2 separate regions of the Xenopus tropicalis genome follow, and region 2 is linked to region 1. A link is a contact called in public Hi-C data. All regions are on one chromosome and are shown on one strand. The core of a region is the stretch at or near the end of the contact, and the rest is flanking DNA. Distances in the headings are between cores, read along the strand shown. Region 1 has its middle 52 kb from the start of fam222b. Region 2 holds the start of traf4 (TNF receptor associated factor 4).

The links. A called contact is a pair of places that touch in the nucleus more often than the background predicts.
Region 2: a Hi-C map of neurula embryo shows a contact between it and region 1, with 1.8 times the contacts expected there. The contact joins the promoter of traf4 here to the enhancer-like site in region 1. A contact is called at or near these places in 4 of 5 Hi-C or Micro-C datasets (brain, gastrula embryo, neurula embryo and 1 more).

The regions. Positions count from the first base shown.
Region 1 is chr2:34,145,876-34,153,795 of UCB_Xtro_10.0, reverse strand. No RefSeq gene overlaps it. Among named protein-coding and RNA genes, the nearest start is that of fam222b, 52 kb to the right of the region's middle. Within about 2 kb of position 5,240, at least 1 of the 11 cell types and tissues checked has an H3K27ac peak or open chromatin away from gene starts, as enhancers often do. A contact at or near this core is called in neurula embryo, where this site is marked.
Region 2 is chr2:34,223,758-34,231,677 of UCB_Xtro_10.0, reverse strand. It overlaps traf4 (TNF receptor associated factor 4), which reads left to right and starts at 4,121. Exons shown (of 7, transcript NM_001005074.1): 1 at 4,121-4,492. The coding sequence starts at 4,350.

The DNA.
Region 1 (7,920 bases), core at 3,991-6,490:
TTGTTAAATAGCCATTTGGCTAGATAAGTGCTGTCCAACTGGCGGCCCTCGGGCCACATCTGGGCCGTGGCCCCCCTCTATGTGGCCCCCCACCTGTCTGGCTGCTATGACTGCCTACCTTTGTGTAAGCTTTAAATGGTATCAGTACCGAGATTCACTGGCCCCCTGCATTGCTCACACCTCAGATTCAGTCTGTAAGACCCTGTATTGTTTAAACATATAATCCCCTGTACTGTTCACACCTTTTAGTCTTTGCATTGTTCACCCCTTGCATTGTTCACAACTCAGGGTCAGACTGTAAACCCCCACATTGTTCCCCTGTTCATACCTCAGACAAACTGTAGGAACAGTGCCAGCATTGTGTTACTGTATGTACTGCCTGCCCTATGCTGCCTGTGTGTATAACACACTCAGGCAGCATAGGACAGGCATAGTATGGCACACAGGCAGTGTAGGGCAGGAAGAGTATGGCACACCCAGGCAGCATAGGGCAAGCAGAGTATGGCACATATAGGCAGTGTAGGACAGGACGAGTAAGGCACACACAGGCAGGGTGGGAAAGACAGAGTATGACACACATAGGCAGTGTAGGACAGGAAGAGTATAGCACACACTGGCAGGGTGGGAAAGACAGAGTATGGCACACACAGGCAGCATAGGGCAGACAGAGTATGGTACACACAGGCAGGGTAGGGCAGGCAGAGTATGGCACACACAGGCAGCAGAGGGCAGGCAGAGTATGGCACACACAGGCAGCATAGGGCAGGCATAGTGTGGCACACACAGGCAGGGTAGGGCAGGCAGACTATGGCACACACAGGCAGGGTAGGGCATAGTATGGCACACATAGGCAGGGTAGGACAGGGACAGTATGACACACACAGGCAGGGTAGGGCAGGCAGAGTATGGCACACAGGCAGTACTCTGCCTGTCCTATGCTGCCTGTGTGTGCCATACTCTGTGTGCACCAAACATTTGGGTTTTTGCTGCACTACTACCATTAACGTGTGTATGGTCTGAAAAGTTTTTGTGATAACATGGGTGTGGCTTGAAGTGGGTGCAGTTTAAAAAAGGGAGTTGTCAAAACTGGCTTCCATTATTGGCCCTTCACTATGTAGGACAGAAAAATTCTGGCCCTCGGTACCACTGATGTTGGACAGCACTGGGCTAGAGGATTTAATGTGCCTGGTTTTATGTAGCAACCAGAATCATGGTCAGTTGCATGCCACCACTGTAGCATGAACTGAATGCTAATAAGTCATGTACCATATAGATTTTATCTGCGCTAACACCTTGTATATACATTTAAAAGAAATATGGAGATGGAAACCCTTCACTATCTCAGTAACCTGATGGACAAGGGTCTTTGTCCATGTGATACCAACCAGCAAGTAATGGTCAAGTAAACCAATCCTTTCAGACTCTGGAAGGACATAATAAAGTATATAATACAATATACTCAAAGAGCCTAAGCAGATGTGTAGCTTTTTTAGTATCCAATTATTGGTCACCTTTAACCTCTCACCTTTACTCTAGACTCTTCCAATCCTCTTCAGCTGGAGCCAATACAGAAAGATCAAGCAGATCACATTGCGTTGCTTTGTCTTGCACTGTCCTTCAAACTGGCTCTGAACAATGTCAAGTGTATCCAGGCCAGAGAGCAAGGTTTTCACCTGGGGAATTCACTGAGGCTTTCAGAAGGTCTTTACAAAGGATGAAGTGATCTGTCTGAAACTTTGTTTTCTTTGTTTGAACAGTTACCCATGAGAAGATCTTAAGAAAAAGGGTTCCTAAATGAGTTGTTTCTACTGAGGGATCAAATATGTACAAAAGAGGGCAATGATGTACAAGTGACTGTCATGGGTAATAATGTTCCACATCTGGATTTTGTACTCGGCCTAATTCTTTTTCACAGGGTAACATAACATAAGGCCTTAAGCTGCCCACACTGCATTGTTACCACCCTAAAGCAGGGGCCCCCATCCTTTTTACCCCTAAGTCACATTTAAATATGTAAAAAGATGGGGAGCAACACAAGCAAAATAAATCCTAGGGGGTGACTAATAAAGGCTGTGATTGGTTATTTGGTAGCCACAAAAAAAGCAAATGGCACTCAGGGCTATAAACAAGGGAAAAACCCTTAGAATTTTATTGCGGAGGTGCAACGTTTCGGGGCGACGTGACCCCTTTATCACGTCGCCCCGAAACGTTGCACCTCCGCAATAAAATTCTAAGGGTTTTTCCCTTGTTTATAGCCCTGAGTGCCATTTGCTTTTTTTGTGGTTGTACTGGTTTTGGAGGGTGCCGATCCCTCCAGCAGTGTGCACCGGGCATATAATTTTGGAGTACTAGGGTGTGCGGATAAGGTCTCTGTAGTACAATACTGTGTTTGGTTATTTGGTAGCCCCATGGGACTGGCAGTATACAGAAGTCTCTGTTTGGTGGTACATGTGGTTTTATGCAACTAAAACTTGTCCCAAGCCAGGAATTCAAAAATAAGCACCTGCTGTGATGCCTTTAGGAGCAACATTCACCACAATGTGTACTTTCCAAAAATATATGGTTTTGGGGGGCTCAAAGCATTTTTTTGTGTTTTTCCCCCCACAAAAATGCAGTAAATGTATTGACTTTTCAGTAGCTAAAGAGATCTCCGGGGCAATTTGTATGCACTAACTTCCTTTTGGGGTCTCTAAATGCCAGATACTTTGGTAATCCTGTACACAATGGGCATCAAACTTTCATTGGCTTTCATATTTAGGATGGTTTTTCTTGGTACTTAATTTTGAATTCAACTGAATGTGTACTTTCCAAAAATACAGTATATGGTTTTATGGGGTCAATATATTTTTTTGTGTATTTACCCCACAAAAAAATCAGTAAATATGTTGAATTTTCAGTATTTAAAGAGATCTCCGGGGCAATTTGTATGCTTTAGCTTCTTTTTGGGGTCTCTAATTAACAGATACGTCGGTGATCCTATGCACATTGGCATCAAACTGTTCAGTGGACCTTTGGCTTTCATATTTAGGAAGTTTTTTCTTGGTACCTAATGTTATGTGGGAGATAAGGTGCTTCAAAGCGGAATGTTTGTTGCAATTTTCAAGGGTTTTCATTTTGATTTCACCAGAATGTGCACTTTCCAAAAATGTGGTTGGATTAGGAGAGAAGAGTATATATGCTGAGGACTTCCCATACCAGTCAGTTGAACTGAAGAAGCTGCTCGGATGAGTAGTGAAACGTCTTCAATGATTACTTAACAAGTCCAGTTGCTTTAGATTTATTTATACTAGATACACCATGACCTGGATGAATGAAAATCTTCATAGTCATATTTCCAAAAATATATTGTTTTAGGGGGGGGTCAACGCATTTTTTGTGTTTTTACCCCCAAAAATGCAGTAAATAGTTAAAGTCTTACAACTGTACCACAAAGAGCCCAGACTATAAAGTGTTTCTCCTTAGATGACAAATCCCAGCCTGCCATGGCATGTTTTGGGTTGTTGGCATTGCAGTTCACAAACAGTTGGAAGGCCATGGGTTAGATACCCACTTTTAATCCAATAATCATCTTTATTGCACAATGTTGCAGCTAAAAACAGTCCATAAAAGCATTATTTTGAGATTAGATTACCCTAATTTCCTCTAGTTGGGTTGTGCCTTACTGATGCAGCTATATACCATGTGACATACAGTTAGAATTCTAGGCATGTAGTGGGCTGTTTCTAAGGATTAAATAGAATGGCAGATGGAACAAGGGATTTGAATGGTTTGTCCCTTTGGCAATGGTTTGTCAATTTAGCACAGGTATCAAGAATCAGTAAAATCATGTATATAATATGCTAAAATTGTGGTGTGCTGTTTTATTGCAAATCAATTTTAATCTTTAAATGTGGGTTCAGGTGTAGAGTTTGCACCCTCCACCCCAACACTCCAAACTGCCCCCCCACCTACCTTCCAAATTGCCTGTGTCTGCAAAAGAGCCCTGTGGTGGTGCAGGAGCTGGTGCAGTGCCACCTCCAGTAGTTGCAACACTGGCTAATCCTGAGAATGTGAATGGAGGCAAATGTGCAGATGAATAAAGTGCTCAGAATAACCCCTAATAATTAATAAATGACCCACTGATTATATTAGAAAGCCAGATGACCTGCTGAGGGGAACACCTAAAATCCAAAGTCCTGACAAACATTTGTTCAAGAAAGAAAATGAAAAGTCACTGAATAAACATTATTTCTCTGTGTCTTGGCAAATGTAAAAATAGGTAATGGCCGCATGATTTAAGCCAGGTATGAGAGACTGGATAAATAAATAATGGGATAAATACAACAATATAAGGACAGCCGGCTGGGAAATCTACAGAGTAATCTGTTCTATTACTGCATTTTGCATATCTTACAAAATATTTTTTTTAACCCCGCCTGTTTCTTTAAAATACCCAAGCATCCCACATCTTACATGGGTGTGATGGAAATGCAGAGCACCTACCTTTAGGTAATTAAGAAAGCCGGCACTGTGTGTGCACGCACATTGAATAGAGGTTCTTTCTTCTGTCTCAAAGGAAAAGTCCAAATAGGGAGGAATTGTATGAGCCAAGGGTGGAACCTCGCGGGCAACCAATACAAACTTTTAAAAAGACCCCTTTATCAATTTATACCAAATATTTATTTAAAATATGCATTCCATTCAGTGAAAAATCAGAACTCAGTGTTAAGTACCTAAAAGAATGGGATTAGATCAGGCATATCTAATCTGTGGTCCATTAGCTGTAGCTGAACTACAATTCCCATCTCCCCAGGCATATGGCTGTGGTCAGGGCTGCAGCAGGCCCAAACTGGCAATCTGTGGGTTCTGGCAAATGCCAGAGGGGCTGCTGTAAGATGCCATAGACAGTCACTATTTATTGGGCCTGTGGGGGGGCTGTTTGGGCCTCTGTGTGCTTGGAATACCAGGGCCTGTTTCGAATCCCAGTCAAAGCCTGGACTGCAGGTCAGACATCCATGTTTCACAAGACCCTAACTGGCAACACTGTTATTAGGTGCCTATGTAATGATTACCAAGCTTTTTCATGGCTTGCTAAGTATAGTTAAGATTTTAAGCTTTGAAGTACTGTGGTTGCCCCCCTCATTGAGCACATGGCATTCTGGGAGAAAGGAGTTAAATAGCCCATACAATACAGACGCCACTATATGACCTTTCCCTTTTTACCCCTCACAATCCCTCCAACAAAGGTCCAGGATTGCCACATCAATAGTGATTAGAGCATCTGGAGAGCCACATTCCTCTAATTGTCACCTACTTACTAGAGAGAAGCAGCAGAGCGTTCCTGTCTAAAGGCCTTTTGGCTCCTAGTTGTGAGTTTAGCCTGTGGCCTGTGAGTTTAGCCTGTGGCCGATATACAGCAAAGTTTCATGTGTAATTTCATCTCAAACCCCATCACTGAGGGATTTGCACATAGGTGAGAAACATCTCCCCAGTGCAGGGTTGTCCAGCAGAAAGCTTGGATGCCTAATGTGGCCCTCAAAGGAATTTTTTATGGCCCCTGCCTGGTCAGTGGCTACACAAACTTCTTTGTACAACTTCACCACTTTATTATAATGAGGTATGTGAAAAAAAAATTTCCTTCTACTAGGTGGGATCTAATGTATGGCAGCATAGCCCACAGGGCTGCACAGTAGATGGGTATATAAAGCAATCAGGCAAATTATAGAGCAGGCAGACCCCCATGGTCGCAGGGGGCAGGGGGGGCGGACCGTGGGGGTCTGCCTGCTCTATAGAAATCTCTCCTCCCCCGCTCTCCTACCTGAAATGGTGGGGAACAGTGGACACGAGGGGCAAAAGGTTTGACATACATGGGGGTGTAGGGTAGAGGGCTGGATTAGGGCACTGACCCACTACAAATTACATATACAGGAGGTAAAGAGGGCCCTGTTCAACAGAGCTTACAATCTAAAAGGAGAAGGGAAAGTGAGCACAAATTAAAAAGGAATAATCAGGGGCATAACTACCAGGGGAGCAGGGGGTGTGATTGCACCTAGTGGCAGTATGTATCCCGAGGAGGAGTGGGGGGTCCGGTTGCATGTCCTGCACCAGGGCCCGGGAGGTCTTAGTTACGTTACTGAGAATAACACAGGATCAACACATCTCTACAGTAATGAACCTTAGAGCAAGAAATTCCACAATACTTTTACATAATTATTACAGGTATGGGATCTCTTATCCTGAGACCCATTATCCAGAAAGATGTGACTTATGGAAAAGCCTTCTCACACAGCAATTTAAGCAATTTTCCCTGCAATAATAATATAGCACCTTGCACTTGATGGAAACTAAGCTGCATTAATCCATATTGGCAGCAAATAATCCTACTTGTTTATTTAATGTTTAAATGATTAAATGATTTAAATGATTTTTAGCAGACTTAATGTATAGTGATCCAAAGAATGGAAGGATCCCTTAATCAGCCCCAGGCCCTTATCAAAGGTCGCAAGCATTCTGCATAACAGATGCTATACCTGTATTATCCTTTATTTATGTAGCACCAAAAAAACCATCTGTGTGGGAATTATAGTGACAGCTCAGGAGTCGGAGGCTGCTGATCTCTTTCTTGGAAAAAACTGCAGTAAGTTTTACGTTGTACAGAAATCCACCTACACTTGGGTGATGAATAAATCCACGAGAGATGAATACTGCTGACACGCCGGCAGAGGTGTAGGACAAAATGTACCACTTCTCCAAAGGGAAGGCAATGATGTGCTTCTTACAATTACCCAACTGAGCAGTGTGACAGCGCAGGGGGTGCTATAAGCGGTGGCAGTCACTATGTGATACATATGGAGGCAGGAGCGGCTGCTAATGTTACCTGCTATCAGCATGAATCACGGCTCAGGTTACTCATCGTACTCCCCTGCGAGCAGTCTCACCCAGCTCACACTCTACACCCACACCCCATGTCACACTCCCCGCACCTACCACCCCTGCCCTGTTTTATGAGGTCACATAATGTATTCCACTGTTTATTTGAACAATCACTATCAAATACCGAACCCAGGAAAAGATCGAAAAATATTTTCCCTTTTCAGCATCATTGTCCCCTCCCTGAATTACAGATATGCCCAGCATGAAATAACAATTATGTTCCTGTGCAGCGGAAAAGCATAAAAGAGCCCAAATACATTTATAATTGCCTGTGGGTATTGAATCTTTTTTTGTACTCAGTTACCCTCCCATACTCAAATCTACACTGGTGCATATGAGATAATATACCCTGCCAATCAGAGCCCAGAGAGGTTCTCTGCACTCACCTATTATCAATATATATATATGACATTCAGACATTCTGAGCATTAAGGGGAGGTGGTCGGTCAGGTCACATAGGGCACCTGGCTGCCTTGGCCTGGGCAAAAACCATAGAACCACTTTCATAAAAGGTACTTGGGTCAAAATGCTTTTTGCTCATACCTTCATGCCACCCGGTCCGAATTAAACGCCACTGCACCTATTGATGCAGGGGAACCCTGGAGCCACAGCCATCTTGTGACTAGGCAGCAGCTTGCACGCCAAACACTGGAAATGGCACCAGACAGGCTTCTGCACATTTGTGTCCAACATACAACAAAATGTACATTTTTGGCAAATCGGTCGCAATTGCATCAGGTGCAGCAGAATTGCACCAAGTGCTTTGCCCCCTTCTGACGCAATAACACTGCATTGTGTTGCAAACATGGCAATTGCCTGTGAAACTGCACTTTGCTCACTGCACTTATGGGCATAAATAAGCCCTGGGAAACAGTTATGTCACATAGCCTCCGCAGGATCTTGCAGTGATGTATCTGGTAGCTACACATATCTTTGCGGCTAGCATTCTGCCTAATAGGTTGTCATTATATAATGTATAATAAAAAAATTGAATTCTGCCCCATATGA
Region 2 (7,920 bases), core at 2,872-5,371, 79 kb before region 1:
TCTATTATCCAAAACATTTTTCCTTGTGTCAGGCAGTTTCCATGAGTGCTGCATGGGTCAGCCTGAGACTCATGGGTTTACCCACTAGTCAGTGTGTTCGCACCAGGCCATAAACAGTTACTATTTATTTGACTGGTGTTGGGCTGTTTGGGTGTGTTTTTGAAATGCCAGAGCCTGCTTTGGACCAACCTGCCATCACAAAACCTGGTTGCAGGCAGTTGCAGGACAATCTTCCTAATACAGATCGTCTTCGTAACCTTTATAACCCTATACCTGTATTACCCACCCTCTAGTGACATCCTCACAGGACTGGGGTCTTGCTTGTGGGCCAGGTTGGGCATCGGTTCATATGGAGTGTGTCAAGAATGAACTTTTTAATGGTTGTGTTTTTTCTGCCTACATGTGCCATTACCCTAAGGGCATCAAATAAATGAGATAAGAGAAGGTCACGCTTTGGTTCTCCAGAATGAAGTCTAGCGACTTTTTCAATGCATGTATATGATAAATATGTATGCATATAAATATTTTTATATGAATTAGTAGAATGTTTGCAAAACAGAAATAGGAAATTGGCCTCTGAAGGTGAGAACGAAACTTCTGGGATATCTGATACCAGAAAGCTACCAGCACAGCCATCAGCAAGCAAGTGGCTAGTAAGAACAGTGATAACTATGAAATCCAATGTCTGGGAGGTTGTGTGCATAGATACTGTATTTATTTCCTAGAATGGACTGGATATACCTGTAGTGGAATTCTAAATATTTTATTGATTCTGTTCACTCCTATAGAAAGTTGTGAGTTATTGGAATAGATCTAATCTCCCAATAACTTACTGTAGGTTTATTTTCTGTTATTGCTTGCTGGACATATGCTGCTATATCCAATCTCAGCCTGCCCTGTGGGCTGCTGTATCTGCATTTACACTCATGATTCCCTTTTCAAAGGCTTTAGTCCTACTGTATTTTAGCACTTCTTAAGTGCCCCATACTTGGCAGAGCTGTGCAGTAATTACAGATTATATAACTATAAATACAGAAGCACAACAGATACATAGGTGTAGCAGGTATTTCCATAGAGCACAACAGCAATGTGACAATATGGCCACTAGGGGTGCTGATGTGCTCACTCTCTATATAGAACTTGCTGCTCAGGTTAATCAGCTGGGAAGCTCCAGCATGTGTATACATGTGACAATGCATAGAAAATAATCTACTGACTCTTGTTATATGAGTTCATATGTAAAAATGATTTACATGTTTTCCCTTGTTTTCACTTGAGGGGAAAGGGTAAATATTCAGAAAGAACCTTAAAGTGATAAGTTACATGCATTTCAAGGTATTTTCTTACATCTATTTCATAGGCGGAGGGTGACTTTTTTGTTTGGGGAGGCTAAAGATGAGCTAAACATAGACTAAAGCTAATGTGAGTGGATTCACTGCTGGCGTAAAAAATGAAGCTCCTCTTGTGGTTTCCACTGACTTCCAGGGATACTGTGCAAGTACGAATGGAAATGTTTTTTTTAACCTAAAATGTTTAGGATGTAGAAGTATTCATACATGCACTTCTGTGAGGGGTTCTCCATCCATTTGTGTTTGTGATAAGTTAGCTCAAATGTGTTTTAGTTAGTTTTATAGAGACAAAGGCAGTGGGTACTGATATCCCATGCACATGATATACAGTACAAGGAAATGCAGTCTGTATTTACAAAACCAGCACAATATATGCAGTGAGATGCAGTAGGTACTGAAGGCAGATATTCAGGCCCTTGCACTATAACACTGGCACTGAAACACATTGGTTTGTTTCCCAGCTATGCAGTCTCATGAGGGCTCCATTTTTGTTTTATGGTGCCAAGCAGGTTTGTGGAGGATTAGCCTCCCCTATCCTTACTGAAAATCCACCTTTAATTTCACCTTTGTAACTGCAAATAATATTCCTTTTTTTTGCAAATGCGGGGAAAGCAGTTTGTTTTATTTATGTTATTTATCGGATGTCTGTGCACAGTTGAATTTCCTTAATCAGTTTTAAAGACAGTACAGGAGAAAAGTCCAGCTTATGGTGCTAGGGTTGTCTTTAGTTCTTGTGGGCACAAGGCAAAGAGACTCTCCAAGGCAACTATTATATACGGAGCAACTTCAACTTCAAGCGTATAACCCCTATTTTGGACACTCGCACAATGTGTTTTTAAGTGAATACAATAAACAGTGATTTTATGCAGCGATGTTGAAGTTGCTCCGTATATTTTGTTTTTTGATGGATCCATGCTGTCTGGGTATCAGCAATACGTTTGAGCACAAACAGAGCTGACCGGTAAGTGCTCCCATGGTAGTTAACTATTTATATAAAGCAGGGCTGTTCAACTTCAAGTATTTCAGCTGTTGCTAAACTACACGTTCCAACAGACCCCCTACAGCCTTCTGATGTAGGTGGGTGCTGGGAGTTGTTTTTTATCACAACAACGAAGCAGTGACAGTTTGGGCTGCAGTGCAGCAATAATATAAAATGTTTGTTGCCATGTTGCCCTACTGTACCTGCTCTGCCCACAACTGCTGCTGTAAAGGGCACATCTACATGCAGGGTCCAGGTCAGTCAGCTCTTGTGCACACATTGTGATGTAGGAGCCGTCCTTCTGATTGCCTCAGATGAGGCCTTATGGTGAAAACAGAGTAAAGTAAAAAGAGTACAGAACAAAGAAAAGCTGGGTGACTTGTAGCCAGGCCCAGACCAGCAATCTGTGAATTCTGGCAAATGCCAGTGGGGCTGCTGTAAGATGCCATATACAGTCACTGTTTATTGGGCTGGTAAGAGCCCTGGGCAACCCAGCAGGCCACCTTGCTTCACCCCGCCTTGCCTCTCCAAGCGCACATACCTGATGATGACAATGGGGGAGATGGAAAGGGATTGTTGGGGAGCCATTATTGGGAAGCAGGGAGGGCCTGGAGTGGGGGTTGGTAGAAAAAAGGGATGTGCCTAGCACCACCCCCCCCCCTCCAGCGCCCTAGGCACATGGCCCCTCTGCTACCTCTAGTTCCAGCCCTGGGTGGGGGGCTGTTTAGGCCTCTGTGTACCTGGAATGCCAGGGCTTATTTTGGATCCCAGACCAGGGTTGTTTGAAGCCATTGGTGCAAAACACTCATTATCATATTTTATGCTTTTGGGGGAACAGAAAAAATGTAAAACTGGGAAAATGTATAATACTCAGTGCCAGGCTGGCCCACCAGGATACCAGGGAAACTCCCGGTGGGCCCAGGTGTCAGTGGGCCCTCCTGCTCACACAGCCATTTTCCTTGTATGCCTTTACCACAGCCATTCCTAATTTCTATTTGAGAACAAAGAAAATAGATAGAAGGAAGAATAAATAACAATATGTATGGGGAAGTGATTAAGAGAATAAATAATGTGAGTGGAGAAGGAAAAATTGTTTGGAGACAAGTGTCACAGTGTAAGGTTTTCTGGTCTGACACTGATAATATATTATATATTGGTGGGGCCACACAAAAAACTGTAAAATGAGGAAAAGGTAAAATCATAGGATGTTAGATTGAGGTTTCACACTGCCATCCTTTTCCACCAATCCATGCAACAGTACATGGCACAGCCCTGGCAAACACATGGTCCTATGGTCAGAGAACCACAGAAGCTGACAATGTTACGGGCTATTATCAATACGAATGTGCGTGTTTGTATGAGAAACCCTGTTAGTGACTCCCCAGCACACACTCAGTGTTGGGAATCCGTATGGCAGCTCAGCGGAGCGTTTGGGCACAAGCACCGCTCAAACAGGCAGCAGGGAACCTAAGGGATAAGTAGCAGGGACGTGGGCACTGGGAATGACTGGCAATAGACAGGACACCATCTATATCAATTGGTACCGCCATGCCACCCTGATATACCTGCTATCCCTTCCCTGTCCCCTGACTGTGAGAGCAGGACAGCGGCTCCTCGGAGCATTCCCATTGGGCAGTGAGGCTTTCCCATTGAGAGATAAACCATCAGCACATGGCGGGGGGTGGGGCCTATGGACTCCTCCCTGAGCGGGCGTGGGAGGGGCCCGGCTGGATGTACCTTGAGCAGCTGATCGAGCAGGAGGAGCAGACAGATCGAGTCCCTGCACAGACAGCTAAACTGGCACTTGGGTCCTGAGACCGGGGAAGGAGCGTAGCGGAGCCGTGTCCCAGCTGGATTTATCAGTCAGGCTCCCCGGGCACACAGGAGCTCCCCTTACCCTCTCCTTCTTACAGGCAGAGCAGAAAGAGCCACCTTGGATTAGCGGCCGAGAGCCGGCAACCTCCCCCCTTTCTCTACTCGGTGATCCCCGGCGGGAGTAGGAAGTGGGGAGCCCGGGCAGGATGCCGGGGTACGATTACAAATTCCTGGAGAAGCTACGGCGCAAGTTTCTGTGCCCCCTGTGTGGCAAAGCCATGCGGGAACCTGTGCAGGTATCTACGTGCGGCCATCGCTTCTGTGACACCTGCCTGCAGGAGTTCCTCAGGTAAGGGCTGCCATTACCCTCGCTTTAACCCTCCATCCCTACTGCCATCTCCCTACTGCCATCTCCCTACTGCCAGGTCCCTACTGCCATCTCCCTACTGGCTTTGTGCTTCTCCTCTATGCACTGACATCTCCCCAAGTGCAACTCTTTTCCTTAATACATTCCTGTACCCCCTTCCCCCCCACCCCATTATTTATGTGTTTGTTTTCTAATTTCTCTTTTAGTGACAAACTACTGAGCAGAGAATATTGCACTCATTCCTATATGTGCTAATACATTATATTTATTCCTAATGCTAATAATTATTTCATATGCTCTAGGCAGATTTATGATTTTTTTTTGATGGGGTAATTTATTGACTGTGTATCAATATTTATTATGTTACATTAGGCGCTGGCACTACATTGCACTTGTCATTCTTTATATGAGGGAATTTTCACAGCTTCTGTTGCACTACAACTCTCATAACCCCCAGGCAGCCATATTTCAGCAGGAACCCAGGCAGCTGTAGGTCCCTGCTCCCTGTCAATTGATCCACTGCCTGCCTCTGCCCTGGAGCAGGGTATCGCACAAGCACAAAGCAGTTCTACTGGTTCAGGCTGTAGGCAGGTTACACGAATGTCACCTATTAGGAAGAGCAGTGAATGGCTTGGCAGGGGTTGCATTGTGTTACATTGTGCTACATTGTTGTTGGTTGTCAGCAAACAAAAAAGTGGGAAAGTGAATTGGTTTGGAAGCAAAGGGCAAGCCCGGCATTGAGGGCATTACTGTTAGTTACTAGATGTAAGGGAGGCTGAGGATGGCAGTATGGACAAGGGTCTCCCTCTTCCCTGCTACTTAATCCTTTGTTCGGTTCCCTGCTGCCTGTTACAGTGAGGAGGATTTACAGTGCTCAGCTCTCAGCAGTTCCTGTGCCAAAATGCTCATCTGCGCTGCCAGACGGATTCCCCAGGCACAGACCTACTGTCAGACGCCAAGTGTGTTTGTAGTCGCTAACAGGGTATCGCACACAAACACACACATTCATATTGCAAAAAAGGCATTTAAATGGCCAGCGCTGTATTTAACCATGTGTTAGCCAGGGGCTGTTTCTTGCACTGTTGCTTGCTTGGGTGGAGAAGGGATTAGTATTGCTTTCAGGGACTCATGGACTGTGTTTCCGGTATAACCACAGCTACAGTCAGGCAACTGTTCTGCCTTTGTGGTGCTGCATTCTTCAACGCCCAATCATAATGAAGTATTTTAACTCAGAATAGGTTGATGTTGACACTTGTAGAGTGATTATTTTTAAGGGGAAGGCTTTTACTTATAGTCCATGTTCCTAGAAGGCATTAGTTTTTGTGAGACTGTGTGATGACCACCTTGTTTCTACACATCTTAGCAACAGCTCCCCAAGTGGTTCTACATAGAAGGCAGTGTTGCCTTTACTGTCTGGAGTGAAGCATCACAATAATGTTGCATGCTCTGTGTGCACTGTACAAAGCTGTTTTTAGGGGGTGCTTTATATAGCCCTCCCATGTGTAGAAAGAGTGCCAAGAGCAGGTACAGGACAGGGCTTTTAAATGCAATTCCTGGCATCTGGAACTTGCAGTTCGACAAATGCTATTTTTTTCTACTAATTTTTATATAAATAATGGCTGCCTTTGTTCCTTTCACAACTAAAGTCACCCTTAGCACCTTAAGCCGGACTTTCCTACAGTACCGCCTTTGGTACTGATTAGGGACAACCTACTGTGTATATACAGGACGGAAGTAACAATTGCTTTCCCTGAATTTGAATGGAGAAAGGGAAACTGGCTGCAGTTACAAAAGGGTTGCTTGTACATGGTCCTTTAAAGTTATGCCTTAATATACAACCTACCCCCCCAGGGCCCCTCATGTGATACAAGGGGCCAAAGACAAATGCCCTCTCTGCCCCACCCCAAAACCAACCATGTCTTTTTCACTTTTTTGTAAGTAATGCAGAATATCCTCCTCATAAAAGGCTTGTGTCTGTACAGCTGCCTGGGTTTTGTTAGCTGCCCTGGGAGGCTCAGTCGCTGCCGGCACGACACTGACAGAATAATAGTTCCAAATGCTCAACTCTGGGTTTCTGTGGTTTACCCTTTAGGCATCTGCCCAAAGGGTGCTTTGTTCCACTGACATGGTGTGTGTTTCCTCTGCAAATATAAACACAATGACACATAGCCAAAGTGCTCCGTCTGCACACAGAGTAAAAATAGGACGTTTTATGCCTGACGGGACTTGGACCATTTCTCAATAGAAATTCCAAGGCAGCGCATACACTATCCATTCCCCTGCATGCTTGTACATTTTGTGTAACCCATTTAGCATGCAGTGGCGCTCCGCTTAGTAGGTCAGTGGGGGTGGGGTGCGAGACATTATTAGTATGTGGAACAAATGCATTTGGGAAATCATTTATGGAATTTAAAACGCCAGGAGCTTTATAGATACTTCTCGGTCACATGTTAGAAGGGTGACTGTTCCATACCTTGTTCTGTATGATGTCACTCCCTTGTTCTGTATGATGTCACTGGCCACTACTCCCAGAAATACCCACAGATATTCTGGGTTATAGGTAAGCACAGGCTATTTCACAGTTATTAACAAAAGCTGGATGGGGATGGGGTTTATGTATCAGATGTACCCCCTTTGTATATTTCCCCTTGAACATGCAGTTGTGTATGGCAGCTTTTCTAACACAGAGAAGGGAAGTACTGTCCTTATAACTAAATCCTTATTTAAGCTTCAGTATTTCTGTATATTCAGTGTCCTCCTTGGGATGCATTTTTTATAAGTTCCCCAGGTTAAGTGACATGAGCTGTTCAGTCTTATTTAAAGGGAAAATAAATGAAAGATACATGAGGGTACATTAACTTTAAGCTGATAGTTTTTATTTCCTGATTTGGAACAGATGTCATTTTGGTAACTTAAGCATTAAGCCTCTCTTTGTGTATAACCTCAGAATTTCAGTGTATTGTGCCGCTGCCCTTACAGTACAGTGAGACAGAGACTGGTCCAGTTCATTGTAACCTTTAGGGAAAAGCATGACTCATGGCTTCACAGCTGTGAGCGAAATGCGCTGTGGCACTGTATGCTGTCGGTGGGGGAAATATCTCACATTCCTCCCTCTGCATGGGATTATTAATACAAGTAAGAGGAGAGATGATAAATACTGAATGCTTTGTGTTCCACCCACCCCCTCCCTGTTTGAGCGAACTGCCACTGGCACTCCGCATTTACTGTACTTACAGAAAGTTCCCTTTGTTATGGTCCTGTGCATGTGTCCTGTGGGGGGCAGAGTGGAGCCCACTGGGGAGAATTGCCTGTGTTTTTCTGTTTCTGCGCATCTGTGCTGGGCTCCAAATTTGTGCTCAATGCACTGGTGACATCATTTGGGTCGGTAAAATACAACATTTATTGTCAGC